Linked DNA regions of Sus scrofa: region 1 is linked to region 2. Evidence: chromatin contacts called from public Hi-C data. All regions are on one chromosome and are shown on one strand. Each heading gives the region's core, a stretch centred on a gene start, on an enhancer-like site or on the middle of the called end of the contact. The rest is flanking DNA. Distances are from core to core; before and after follow the strand shown.

Region 1 (6,784 bases), core at 2,056-4,555, 84 kb after region 2:
AATGAATTTCCTCCACCTCTTCTTTTGCTCCCAGACCTTTATTTGGTGCCCTTGATGTTCCTTGTTGCTCTTCGGCGCTCCACATGCTGTAAATGCTTCTCTTTCATCCCATCTCCTCCCCCACACCCTTCTCCTCCCTGCAGCTCTCCCGCCCCTCCCTCCAGCTTCCGCAGTTGTCACTAACACAGTTAGCCACTTGACTAGCAACTCAGTGATTCAGGATCCAAGCATGTTGGTACTCCTGAAAGGCCCATGCTTCCTTTTCTAGGGTAAGACACAGTCTTCCCCCCTCCCCTGCCACCCCCACCAGATCTCAGTGCTGTTAAGTTGAGCTGACTAGGGGGCTTGAATATTCCGTTTGCCAGGGTTGCCCCTGTTTCTTCCCCTTTTTCTGTGTGCATCCCTGGAGCTCTTCATGCTCTATTTAGCTTTTCCCCAGGAAAGGTGGATGGAGAAGGTTTGAGCTTAGCATTTTAGTAGCCCAACCTCCTCATTTACAGATAGGAAAACTAAGGTCCAGAGAGTTTAATTGACCAGTTGCATGGCTAGTCCTTGGGGGAATCAAAACAGATCAGGTGAAAACTCAATCAAATTGGCAGATTATGGTGAGGGAAAAAAAAAATCTCATTAAGGGGTGAGCAATGCCAAAGTGAGACTTGATTATTTAAGAGTTCTTTCATTTGCTTTCGTCTCCCTGCCAATGGTGTAAGCAAAAGATCAAAGCAGAGCTGGCACACCAGCCACAGACCCACCCACCCGGACACCTGGCAAGGCTCTGCCTAGCAGTAGCATGGAGACCCCAAAGGCGCCTGGACCCCTCCAGCCCCTACCAACAGGACAGGAGGAGGGCTCAGTGACAGCCAGACTAATGAATTCCACACGAGTTCCACATCCATGAGGTTTTTGCTGTTTGCCAGTATGTATCGTGGTGAACTGACAGATTTTTTTCCCTTCAATGTAGGAAGATGCCCAGGAAAGTATATTTATTGCAATAGTTATATCGGTTTTGCAAGTAAGCACCAGCCTTCACTGAGGAAAGACATGGGTGGTAAAATGAATAAAATAACTCAGTATTTTGACTGCTTGCTGCAGTGGAAGAGGGACTTAAGTTTCCCAAGCTGAGTGGGAAGAGATTTAACCTTGGATGTGAAGGAAGCAAGGCAGCTTAGAAAAGTCACTCCTTGGTGTGAGCAAGTCCCACCCCATGGCCTGGCTGTTGGATGTCCCGGGTGGGCCGTCCCTTTCCTCGCTGGTGGGGCTTGTTCTGGTGCATCAGGATCTGCTGAGTTAGGAGCTCAGCCATCGCCACCGCCACCCCACAGTATGATTAAGAGCTCGATTGATTTTCTAGCCCATGACCACATCGGTGGGGACAGAGTTCGACAGAGGAGACTGGCGGGAAGCCAAGTGGAAAGAAGGCTTTATGAAATGAGCTCTCAATGAAGAAAACTGTGGGAAAGAATGCGATGGAAGCAGATTTGGGGCCAGTAGATGTGGGAAAGTAGAACTCAAAAAACGCTCTTCAGTCTCGAATGAAAACAAAGCATTTTGCAAACACAGGAAGAGGATCCAGTGTGTGAGAGACTCAGCACTGTTTATATAAAACAGAATATTCCTCTCTACACCATTATCACTGACAAGGTTTAACCTTCCTTTTGCACCATGCACTGTGCTGGGTTCTGGGGCTCTTGAGAAAGATCAGTCAGTCCATCTAGAGAAAGGGATTGAAAACACACACAAAGTGATTTGTAAAAAATGCAAATGGATCTTACGGAAGTCATCAAAACATTTTGCCTAAACTTTGGACCCAGAGCCAGCAGCATGAGTGGTGGGGGAGGGGATTGGGACTGTGCCCTGCTGCTGCCTGTCTCATGTGCAAAACTGAAGAAGGTTCTGGCAGGAAGGCCCTGGTTGCTTTCCACTCCACCCCTTACTAGTCCAGAGGAGGCCTGATGCAGAGATGGGGGCTGTGTGCAGGGTTCCACGTGTTCTCTAGCAGCAAGTGGAAAGTGAGCACATGACAGTTTGGGTGGGCAGGAAAAACTTCATAGCACCAAGCTGGACATCCTCCTCTAAACTTAAAGTTAGGGTAGGACACCCCTGATGAGATCCCTCCCTCCTTCCCTCCACCCACATACCCAACCCACTGTGAACTTGCTGCGACTCTGTGACCCCACCTGTGTATTTCGAGGGGTGATTTCTTCCAAACTACCCTCCCTCTGCTTCAGCCCCTTTTGAGTAAATACATAAATAATGTGTGCTGCCTTTAGCTTTCAGTATCTTTTAAAAAGATAAACTGGAAACTGGAGAAGAAGATGATATCTGGTGTGCTGTGTGCACCAGTATAATATGAAAGAGAGGCGATGATATGCTTAAAAAGGGAAAATAAGAAAAAATGTCATGTAACTCAAAACCAGTGAGTGAGTAAGCTTGGTACATGGTGGGGGGAAAAGAAAGAAAGAAAGAAAGAAAAAGAAAGAAAGAAAGAAAATTCTGTTTCTATGGTTCATGTTTACAAATGATGTAAAATGAAGTGGTTCTTTCATCTTCCACTGCAGAAACCCCTTCTCTGTGTAGCTTTGGAGCCAAGTATCTGCACTGGAAACCTTTAATAAGAAGGTTAAATCTAAGCCAGAAGACTTTTGAAAGGTATTGACTAAGCTGGGGAACCTCTGAGCAGTCTAGCCTAAGCTGGGGGACCTCAGAGTGTTCTAGTCTAGACTGGAGGGTCCTTCTTCCAGTGTCGCAGCACCTCTTAGCTCCTAAGGGAGGAACTCAGGCCAGAAGAGGTGGCCTCCCAGGGTCCCTCTGCAGGTGAGCAATACCAAGACCCAAGTTTCCTAACTCCTGGCACAGGACCCTTCCCTCTCTTTCTGAAACAAAGGGGGTTGAAATTCCTGGCAGAGTATAGGACAAATGTTCCTAACATGATTCTCTTTTTCACAGAGGAAAACAAAACAAAACAAAACCAAAACCAAAACCAAAACAAAAACAAAAACTGAACTTAAGGAGAAACTCACAACACTGGATAAGAATACCTGGCATTTAAGCCCAAAGCCAAAACCAAGGCGTGGTCTCCCGGTACTGGAAGTACTTTGAAATCCCCCAAGTCTCTTTTGCTGTTCAGAAAACAAAATAAACAACTTTCTCTTGCTCCCTTCTATCCCCCCGCCCTCTCCGTGCAGTAGCTGTTCTTGGCGGATGCCCAGAGCGGCACCCGGTAATTCCACGGTACATTGTGTACATTTGCATCCATTTAGCCAGCTATTTACAGCCGCCCTTTATCGCCACCTGTAAGAGGCAACGCCATAATGACACTAAGTGGCGCGGCCGGGAAGCGGGCGCCCTGTGATGTTCTCCACTTCGAGAGCCCGAATCTGTGAAGGGGTTGGCACTCGGAGGAACAGGGAGACGGCTGGGGACATCCCACGTACAGGGCGAGAGGCGCGAGAAGGAGGCGCGCCAGACAGAGGGTCCTTCCCCGGTAGCTCCACTCGGTGGTTCCTTTTCCGTTACCACAACCGCGAGGAGGGACCTGCCGGGCCTTCCGCGCGGCTTGTTTCCTGCCTGGTAAAGAGACCGCTGCCATTTGGATCTGGTGAATTTCTGAATCACCCAGGACGCCTGACGGTCCCGAGGAGGGTGAGGACGCAGCGCACTAGGGTTGGAACCTCATCTGGGCTGGATGTCACCCCCACCCCGTGTCTGGGAAACCTGCTCGCGGATGTGATGCGGCAACGCGGGGGACACCTGCGCTCCCGTGCGTGCCGCACTCGTGCAGCTCCGGGTGGCAAACGAGGGTGAAGTGAGGGCGAGAGCAGAAGGAAGTTAAGGCGCTGGAGCGTCAGGAACGCTGCCTTAGCTTCCCTTGCCCTTTGGAGGCTGTCCAAGGGGCGGGGGATGGGAGTGGGGGTGGTGAGCACTGCCCGCGGACTTCCAAGTGGTCCCCCGCACAGGTGGAGGTCGGGAGTTCTGAGCCCCTGGAGGGCGGGTACCTGGAGGTCCCGAGCGCTCGCGAGGAGCCCACCGAGCCCAGGCCCGGCGTGGCGCGGTCGGAACGCACCAGGCAGCTCAGAAGCAAAAGATAAACCCTTCTGGGCCCGGGGGCTGATGGGCTGGGGCACGGAGTCAGCGCGGACTCGGAGCGCCTTTCGTTTTAAGAAGCCTTACTTCTGGGAAGGGACAGGGAACTGTCAATCAACGAGGGAGGGAGCGCACCGGCGCTGGGTGATGTCAGCGGATCAGCTGCTCGATAACAAAGAGGGGGTATTACAGGAGAAAGTTGCAGCGGCGGCGGCGGCCACGGCGGCACCCCGAGCCTCGGAGGCAAGGGGCAAGTGGGCGAAGGGAGGAGGGACGGCTGCTGCCGGAGCAGCTTAAGGCCAAGGAATTGAAAGGGCTGTAGGGGGAGGCAGTGCGAGCCAGCCCCGACTGCTCCTCCTCTTCCTCCTCCTCTAAACTCGCAGGGTTCAGCCCCAGCGCTCGCTCAGCCGCCGGGAGCACCCGGAGGGACGGGAGGCAGCGGCGCGGCCCCGAGCTGGGCAGGGTCCCCAGCCGCCATGGATAGCGACGACGAGATGGTGGAGGAGGCGGTGGAAGGTACAAGCGTTTCTCTGGGGCCGGGGGAGGAGGCGCCGAGGGCACGGAACGCGGAAGGAGTGGCGGGCTGCGACCCGCGCGGCGCAGGGCCCCGAGGCCGCCACTGTCCCCTCCGCGGGTGGCCCGCTGCCCGGCTCGAGCAGGGGCCGGACAGCCACGGCCACGCGGGCCGGAGCGCGCACTGCGCGGAGGGGCACAGGCCGGGAACGGGGCTCGGCTGGGCCGGGGTCCCCCGGCGGGCAGGGCTGTTCCATCCCGCCCGGCCACCGCCTGCATCCGCCCTCGGAGTTGCGAAACGTGCCCCGCGCTCCGGCCCTTCCCCCTTTGGGGGATGAAAGGTGGGGGTGCGTAGAAGGACAGCCCCCCTGCGGCCGGCGGTCTCCAGGGAGCAATCCCCCTGCCCGGTTTTGGCAAGCTCGAGCCCCTCTCCGGTCGCCAGCCCTCTCCTTTCGCTTGCCTCTGGGACCCGCGGTGACCGCGGCCGCGTCCGGGTCGGTTCCGCGACGCAGTGCACGGGGCCGAACGGGGCACGTGGCAGCCTCGGGCCCGGCGGTCGCTCCTCTGAAACAGTGAAATCATTGCAGGGCCGTAGGCGACGCTCCGGACCCGGGGCTTGAACGCACGCCGACCGGGAGGCGGTTGGCCCTGGCCTCTGCTGCCCCCGAGCGAACTCAGTCAAACCGCCCCTCCCCCTCCCTGCTTCCCAGGCGGGTGCCGCCGCCGCCACGCTGTGCAGGCGCGCCGCAAGCCCGGACCGAAATTGCTGGGTGACACTTAACTTTCTGAATTCCATGCAGTTGGCTGTGGGTGATATCACCGCCTGGGTGTCGTGTTTCTCCGCCCCTTCGCTTCTAGCGCCCCTCCCCCGACTTTTCTCGCCACTTTGTTTTGCTGACTTTCTCCACCTCTTTTTTTTTTCTTTCTGTCTTTCTTTCTTTCTTTCTTTCTTTTCGCTAGTTCCAAAAAACGAGGTGGGGACGTTATACAATCTAGTTGTTTGTGTCATGAGATGTTATGATTTTGTAACAGTGAATACTGGAAAATACTCTTTAGCGTATTTATTTGCTTCTACTCGACAGTACGTCGTGATGTTTTGCGATGTTGCGTGGTATTATTCCAAAATATTTTAACCAAGCATCTAAGTAAATATTTTTTAGCTTTTGTTTGAATCTGGTTTCTATCTGATTTGTATGAACAAGTTCACATAAATGGTAAAGAAAAAGTGGAAACCTTACAGAGGCGGATGCATAGTTATTGCTGCTTGGAGAAAAAAAATCAGTTTTTATGTCAACATAATTGACTCCGTTTGCAGTGCTCCGAGGTCTTAGAGAGAGATTAAGTAGAATCATATTTCTGAATTCTTTAAAAATGTAACTGTCCTAATGTAACGATTGAAACTTCTTGTTTCTTTATCCAGCTTCACGGAGTGGTGGTGGTGGTGTTTTAATTTCCCAATGTCCTGAACTCACAGAACTATTTATCTCTAATAAGTAAAGCCATGTTGGGACTTAGCAAGGCCCAGAGACATTGATTGGAAGCCTTCTTTAAATTTAATTTATTGACTGCTTGTGCCTTCATATTATGAAAGATAATTGAACAATGTTTTTCTCATATAGTTAGGGCTTGCTTTCATTCATCAAAGTTTACTTTTACTTGTAAACGTTTAATGCAAACCTTTGCTCACAGGCAGTGCTCACTAGCTTAAATCAATCACTCTCCCCTTTGAAGCTGTTTGGAGACATAAGGCCCAGTTATCTGTGGCCCTGGGCTCCTTGCAGAATGTGAACAAGCACTTCTGGGACTCTATGGATGTTGTTTTTGAGATTGCCCAATGGATGGAAGCAGAGACGTTCTTTAAATAAGAAAAGTTTTGCTATCTAGGGTGACCGCATACATTATTGTCCAAAATCAAAATATACTTGAGAATGAAAAGGGTGGCTATTTAATACCTATGCTGGGACAGCTGGCTTAACCTTGAATGTCTGAAACAATCTGGGACACATGGTTACTCAGTTGTACCTAACACTAAACAACCAGAGTAACACAGAACCTTTAAAAGTCCTTAGATGCATCCAAAGCTGAAACTCACAGTGTCTAGAGCATGCATGTGTAAAAGTGGGCTTTTCTCCAGCCATTCTTGGCCTTTTAAGTGCTGTCTATCATAGTGTTTACTTAACATCTAACC
Region 2 (7,146 bases), core at 161-2,660:
CCACTGTTTTGAGAAGTACAGGTACCTCCACACTAGGGAACTCACTTTAAGAACACAACTCCAGGAGTTCCCATCATGGCTCAGAGGAAACATTCCTGACTAGTAGCCATGAGGATGCAGGTTCGATCCCTGGCCTTGCTCAGTGGGTTATGGATCGGCGATGCCGTGAGCTGTGCTGTAGGTCGCAGGTGCAGCTCAGATCCTGTGTGGCTGTGGTGTAGGCCAGCAGCTGTAGCTGCAATTTGACCCCTAGCCTAGGATAGACCCTAAAAAGCCAAAAAAACAAAAAACCCACAACTCTAGAGTGAACCTTGGCCCCCAGTGAATTGCCTTCTTCCTACTTTCTGGACAAATCCTGAGATTCCTAACTTGACGTCTAGCCAATCCTAGTCGGTCACCAACCTGGGTCCTAAGAGCTGTTAATACAACAAAAAGTGCCTCAAATGCTTTGAAATCCAGTGAACACGTGTGCTATCTGCTTTAATAGATCTGGTATCATCTCTGCCTCTTGGAAGGTATGAAACAATGGAACTTTCGATAATGAAATGTTTATCAACACCTTCTGTGGTGAGAAAACTTCCTGGTAATCCCACATTTGAAACTCCGCCACAGCGTTTAACAAACTAACAAAAATCTGAGTTTCTACCTCTCCCCCAAATGGTAGAGGGTAAAAGGCATTTTCCCTGAAGTTAATACATATAGATCCTTCCAGTATGGGTCCTATTCCTTAAATTTTTATCAGAAATGAAAAACAAGAGGAGAAACAACATATTGGTAATTATAGTAAAATGTTTTAAAATTATTATATTACCTATGTAAACACAAAGCAATCTATAAGAGTTTCTGAGAGGTTAGCTTATTAGTTATCGCTTTTTTTACCGAAATTATACGCTGGATAAGGCAAACAGAGTATTGAAATATAAAAACAGCCTCGAACCCAGCAAAAGAGCTGATGTCACGAAACGTAAACTCTAAACGTAAATATTTGAGTAAATTTGCTAATAGATGAAAAGATATGTATTTAACCATAGAAATGTTCTCAGACCAATTGCATGTCCATCCCACCCCCAATTATTTCCTGATCTCACCCACTGTGTTCGATCCTCATCCTTCCAAAAACGCCAGCTCGTTGTCCTGGTTTCTGCTGGCATTGCAGCAAACCCTCTCTGCTGCCAAACAGGCCTGGCAGCCGAGAGAGACAGAACATGCACTGCCTTCCGCGGTGGCCACAAACAAGCAGTGATCACAATTATCAAGGACCATAATGAAACTGACAGCACTACTGGTCTGAACCCAGCCAGCACCCAGATTGAGACTCGAACCCACGTGCCGGGACTCGAACCCACAGTTTTAAATGAGAATCACTCACCCGGTGTCTGGACTCGCTGAGGTTCAGGTTCTTCATGCCTCCATGCAGGAATTCAGTGAGAGACAAAGCCATAGGCAAGAAACGGATTTATTAAGATAGGACGCTTGTGAGAGAGGCAAGCAGGCAGGCAAGAAGGCTCTGCCCAAGGATCCGATGGGCCACAGGTTTATCATCCAAGGGGAGTGGGGGTGGGAAAGGCCTGCCTCTTCCTTTCTGGGAGTAGTAGCTCCTCTTAGTATCTGGTAAATTGTGTATTCAAATCAGCTGAAGGGCCTGGCTTCAAACTCTTGCCCTTGGTCTGAATCTGAATGCAGGCCTCATCCCATGCCCCACCCAATGACCTGAGGCAATTCTTACACCTCCACTAATCAAGCAAGCCTGCCTTGTTCTGGTGGCCTTGAACTTACAGTGGTCTCCCAACATCCCCTAGGTTTCTCTCTTTATCTATGGTCCCTTTTTGAGACTTCTACAACTACCTGTGCCTACTCTATCCTTGTCAGTAATATTTTTTTTTTTTTTTTTTTTTTTTTTTTTTTTTTTTTTTTTTTTTTTTTTTTTTTTTTTTTTTTTTTTTTTGCTGTTGCTATTTCTTGCCTCCGGCATATGATTCCAGGCTAGTGAATCAGCTGTAGCATCTACGCAAGCACAGCAAGCGGATCGAGCCGGTCTGCCTACACCACCTCTAACGCCGGATCGTCCCATGAGCGGCAGCGACCCCCCTCATGGTCCTAGTCGATTCGTTACCACTGCCACGACGGCTCTATTGCATTCTCTTACTGAAGGTCCTGATCAATGGAAAACACAAGGTAACAACTCAGCAAGTGTTGAAACAAAGCTCAATTAAACCAAACACGAAATTACACCCCAAGCTACATGTTGCAAAAATTTAGGGACTTGCAGCGGTCCTGCAGAATATTTTCTCCCCACCCAGAAGCTGGAGTGCTTTGCTCTGTGACCCTGGGTGTGGAAGCCAAGCTAGAGCAGACCAAGGCATGACATTCATCAGGGAAACCTCTGTCCTGGGATGCGCAGGGCACAGGGCAGAGGATCAGAGCTGGGTATCACCAAGGCTCGGGCAGAAACTGCCTGTCATCCAACACCAGGAGTGTCCCATCCTGGCTCCAAGGCAGAAAGCAAAGGAGAGCAGAAAGGCAAAGAAACCAAAGCTCAGGCCTCAGGGTGTCTGGCTCAGATCCCCATATAGTGTGGGAGAGGCGAGTTGCTAAACGCCCTCGCACGTTTGCTCAAAGGGCAACAATAGCACCTACCATTCAGGGGCCCTCTGATGATGCCATGAAAGATGAAATAACATGCAGGAAACAAACAGCACAGACCCTGGCATGTGGCAGGATGTCCCCAGGGTCTCTGCCCCCACCCCATGCCCTCAGGCCCAGTGGACACAGAGGAGACAAGGCCACGGCACAAAGCAAAACCAGCAGCGAAGGCCGAGGGCCCTTAGAATTTCCCAGAAGAATAGAAACAGCCCTTGAATTGCTTCAAAATGGCTTTTGATGGTAATAAAAAGTCTGAACCTGTGTTGTCTTCAGGTTTACGTAAGGTCTGGGAGAGGATAAAGTAAAGCAAAAGCTAGAGACCTGGGAAGGGATTGGAAACCCTCCCTGACAGCCCCTGGTACATGCAGCCCTCCTCACACAGAGATGCACGCGTATTCCTACACACTCACACACCTATGAACTCACACACACACACTCACACACGCCACACTCATGTTCCCCAAAGGGGATTTGTAAGCTGAATGTTGCACCTCAGGACACATACTCTCACAGAAGTAACATTATAAATGGTGGCCGTGTTGTCAGGTTAAACAACATGTTAACGCATAAATGAGGTGACCCAGGTTTGAGGTCATGTTGTCAACTGAACAACAAAAGGAACACTAATCATTCGCTGAGTAGTATTTGAAATAAGGTACTTTAAAAGAGGGCCGTTGGCATAAATCCCTGCCCTGCACCATGGGGAGAAGCCAGGCTCCCCATGCCAGGCTCCCCATGGGCCGTGCTCAGAGCTGGAGTCATAAACTTGCTGGGCCAAGAACAGCAAGAGGCAGGAGAGCCCTGGGCCTAGAGGGCTGAGGCAGCCTACACGAGCCTCGGTCTGATGGGGCTCTGATGTCCAACACCCCAGCTGCCAGCTCCACTGGGCCATGCCAGGCCCCACCGGTGCTGAACAGTCTTAACTACTCTGCCTAATCAACAAAGGTGCGCATGTCTTATTCCCATTTTTCTGGTGGAGAAACTGAGCTCAGAGATGCGTGACTTAGCCACAGCCAGTCCAGCTCAGTCCTGCTGCTCCCAAAGCCTTGGCACTGAACTGGCCACACACTGGCGTCCCCTGAGGGTCATTAAAAATACTGGCATGAGCTCTCCCCACACAACGATTCTGATTTAATTGGCCTCAGGTTCGGCCTGAGCACCTGAATGTTTTACAACTCCCTGGAAGATTCTAGGGCATGGCCAAGGTGGAGAACACCGTCAAAACCAGTATTTCTCAGCATGGGCCTCCCCACCCACTCCCATCACCCGCGGTGATGTGAACGCACAGATTTCTAGGCCTCATCCAGGATCCATTCCTGAGCATGGATGTCAGTTGATTAAGCAACCACAGCCCCTCGTAACTCACACAACACTCCGAGGAGGCTGTCAATTAATCTCACTTTGCAGATAAGGACACAGGGACGCAGAGAACTTTGGGAACTAGTCACTCCATCTGGCTGCCTCCCAAGGAGAATGGCCCACACCACCTTGGGGTGGGACGAGGGATGAACAAGTGGGTGGAAGCCAAAGTGGGTGTCCTTGAAGTCCAGGAAGAGGAGCAGGTGTGGCAGGTTCTGCAGAGGCAGAAGGGAGGAGGAGAGGGTGGGAGGAACAGGATTCTGGGGGTGCAGCCAGGAGGAATGATGTAGGGAGAGTCCCAGGGATAGGCTTGCTGGGGTTCCTGGGTGGGGAAAGTAGGAAAAACAGACATGAGAGAGAAATGGAGGCTGAGATGGGAGGGGGGGGTGCTGAGGTCCCAGCAGAGAGCAAACTGCCCGAGCCTGCGTCTCTGCTGATTCTGCACCAGGCCCACAGATACCTGCCTGCTGACTGATTCCAATGCCACCCAGATGTGGACGCTTCCCATTAGAATCACCAAGAATCCAGAGTTCCCGTTGTGGTGTGGTGGCTTAAGAATCCAACTGCTGCCACTTGGGGTCGCTCCAGAGGCACATGTTCCACCCCCCACCCCCACCCCACATGGGTTGAAGGATCTGGTGTTGCCACAGCTGCTGATCAGGTTCAATCCCTGTCCTGGGAATTTCCATACGCTACAGCTGTGGCAAAAAAAAAAAAAAAAAAAATCACCAAGAATCATTGCTTTTGAAATAGGCACCAATTTAAGTGAGAAGTCTCTTGGATTTTGTGACATCACAACCAACTACCGCCTCCGAGAACTGAGAGTTCCGCTCACCAAAGGAGGAGAACTCACCCACTCTGAACTCTAACGTGGCATTTCTCCTCAGCTTGTCCTTGAGGCTTAAATGTTAGCTGTCTCTCGTGCGTTGCCCAGTCCCTTCATTAGGCATCCCGTGTAGGCAGGACAGAAATCTAGCACACAGAGGGGACAGTATGACTGGGCTACTTAAAGAAAAGCATGTCCTATGCCTTCCCCCCTCCCACCCCGTCTCTCTGGGGCTTGTTAAGGCAAAAGGAAAGGGCAGCTATCCCCTCTCTTGATGAGAAAATACAAAAGGTCACAGATTAAGAACCAATAGTTAAAAGCAGCTCTCGCTTTGCAATGCGGTGCTATGCCTGTGATGGGGCTGTCATGCCACGGGAATCACACGGCAGCCCAGCCTGGGACAGCGGGACCCACAAAACACCCATCTCTCAGATCAGAGGCCCAGGCAGGTCCTGAGAGAGAAGAAATGTAACAAGATAAATCAGGAGCTTGAGATGAACAAGATACACACTGCTGACATATGAGAAAAAGAATGTATGTATATGTATGATGGGGTCACTTTGCTGTACTGCAGAAATTGACAGAACATTGTAAATCAACCACGATAAATTTTTTTTCATCTTAAATCATCTTTTAAAAAAAAAAAATAAACAGAAGGACCTACTGTCCAGCACAGGGAACTCTACTCATACCTGTAATAACCTATAATGGAAAAAATCCGAAGAACGTGTACGTGTGTATATAACTGAATCACTTTACTGTACACCTGAAACGCAACATTGTAAATCAACAATATTTCAATTAAAAAAAAATGTAAGCTTTTGCTGAGTCTCTTGTAGGAGTCCTTGGTTTAGTCTGCCTCTTCCTGGGCTAAAGCAGCCACCAGCAAAGTAGCCTGTTGTTTCACTCTGCATTGTTCCCTATTTTCCTGAACCTGGTCCCTCCGGTTGGCCACTAAATTGTTACAGCACTAGGTTCATTTGCCCGACATACAACAAACCCAAACGCTAAGACGCCAAGGTTTGCAGCAAAGAGGCAAGCAGGCAGCCAAGCAAAGAGGTGGGAAAACAAACCTCAAACCCACCTCCACCTGTTGTACCGCCTTGTAGACAGAATACAGCTGTTCCATCCCTTCACGTCGTTGCTCTGCCCCCTTCCACAACCAGGACCAGAAACCCAACGTATTCTTATTATGTTGCCATTGCCACAGGCCCCGAAAGGGCCCTGATGGGTAACTGGCCGGGTCCAATTCACAAGCCTGTTAATATCCCTGAGATCTGTGTCATAATTGTTTAGGGCTGGTGGGTCAGGGCTAGGTTTTATATTTTGTAGGTAACCAGATCCTCAAGTTTTGTCTGTATTCACAGCCATCCATCCCCACAGGCATGGGGCTATGACTTTTACCTTTTCTCTCTGTTTTTTGTTTTGTTTTGTTTTGTTTTTTTAGGGCCATACCCACAGCATATGGAAGTCCCCAGATAGGGTCGAATTGCAGCTACAGCTGCTAGCCTACACCACAGCCACAGCAACGTGGGATCCGAGCCACGTCTGTGACCCTCACTAGAGCTCATGGCAATGCCGACCCTTAACCCACTGAGCAAGGCCAGGGATCAAACCCACATCTTCATGGATACTAGTCAGGTTCATTTCCACTGCACCAAAATGGGAACTCCTGCGGCTTCGACTTTTAAACTGGAAAGAAACTCTGAGGTTAACAGGATGTCATCACTATAATGAAAGAGATATCAGGTCTTGAGGCGTTTAGCTGCCACAGGGCCCCACATGCTAATGGACGGGCCCTCTCAGGATCAACCCCAAACAGGAAAACCCTGGTGAAATAAGCAAGAAGCCCTATGACGGTTTTGTTCTGCTAACCCAGCAAGAAGATAAGGAATTTCAAAGACTGGATGTCTGGTTTCCTCCTTTTTCTTTTCCTTTCTTTCTTCTTATTTATCCCTTCTGCTTCCCCTTAGATTGTATTTGGTTCTCACCTTTGTTTCTGGGACTTTGTTAGTAAAGCATCTTCAGGATTTCAGTCTCTGGCAGGTTTTTGGGACGAAACAGCCTCATCTGCCCCTCTGTGCCCCCACCTCCATGCACCCATTTCCTATCCTTTTCTCATAGGACCCACTGGCTAGCATCTCTCTCTCTCTCTCTTTTGTCTTTTTTTGAGCCTCACCTGTGGCATATGGAGGTTCCCAGGCTAGGGGTTGAATCAGAGCTGTAGTCGCCAGCCAATACCACAGCCACAGCAACGCCAGATCTGAGTTGTGTCTGCGACCACAGATCACGGCAATGCCAGATCCTTAACCCACTGA

The links. Hi-C and Micro-C count contacts between places; a contact is called where the count stands out from the background.
Region 1: a contact with region 2 is called in a Hi-C map of liver, with 2.9 times the contacts expected there. The contact joins the promoter of SETD7 here to the promoter of MGST2 in region 2. A contact is called at or near these places in 2 of 47 Hi-C or Micro-C datasets (embryonic fibroblasts and liver) and 1 of 2 datasets of contacts at active chromatin or transcription factors (skeletal muscle).

Annotation. Positions count from the first base shown.
Region 1 is chr8:87,474,961-87,481,744 of Sscrofa11.1, forward strand. It overlaps SETD7 (histone-lysine N-methyltransferase SETD7), which reads left to right and starts at 3,306. Exons shown (of 9, transcript XR_002346776.1): 1 at 3,306-3,642; 2 at 4,467-4,599.
Region 2 is chr8:87,393,153-87,400,298 of Sscrofa11.1, forward strand. It overlaps MGST2 (microsomal glutathione S-transferase 2), which reads right to left and starts at 1,411. Exons shown (of 6, transcript XR_002346420.1): 1 at 1,370-1,411.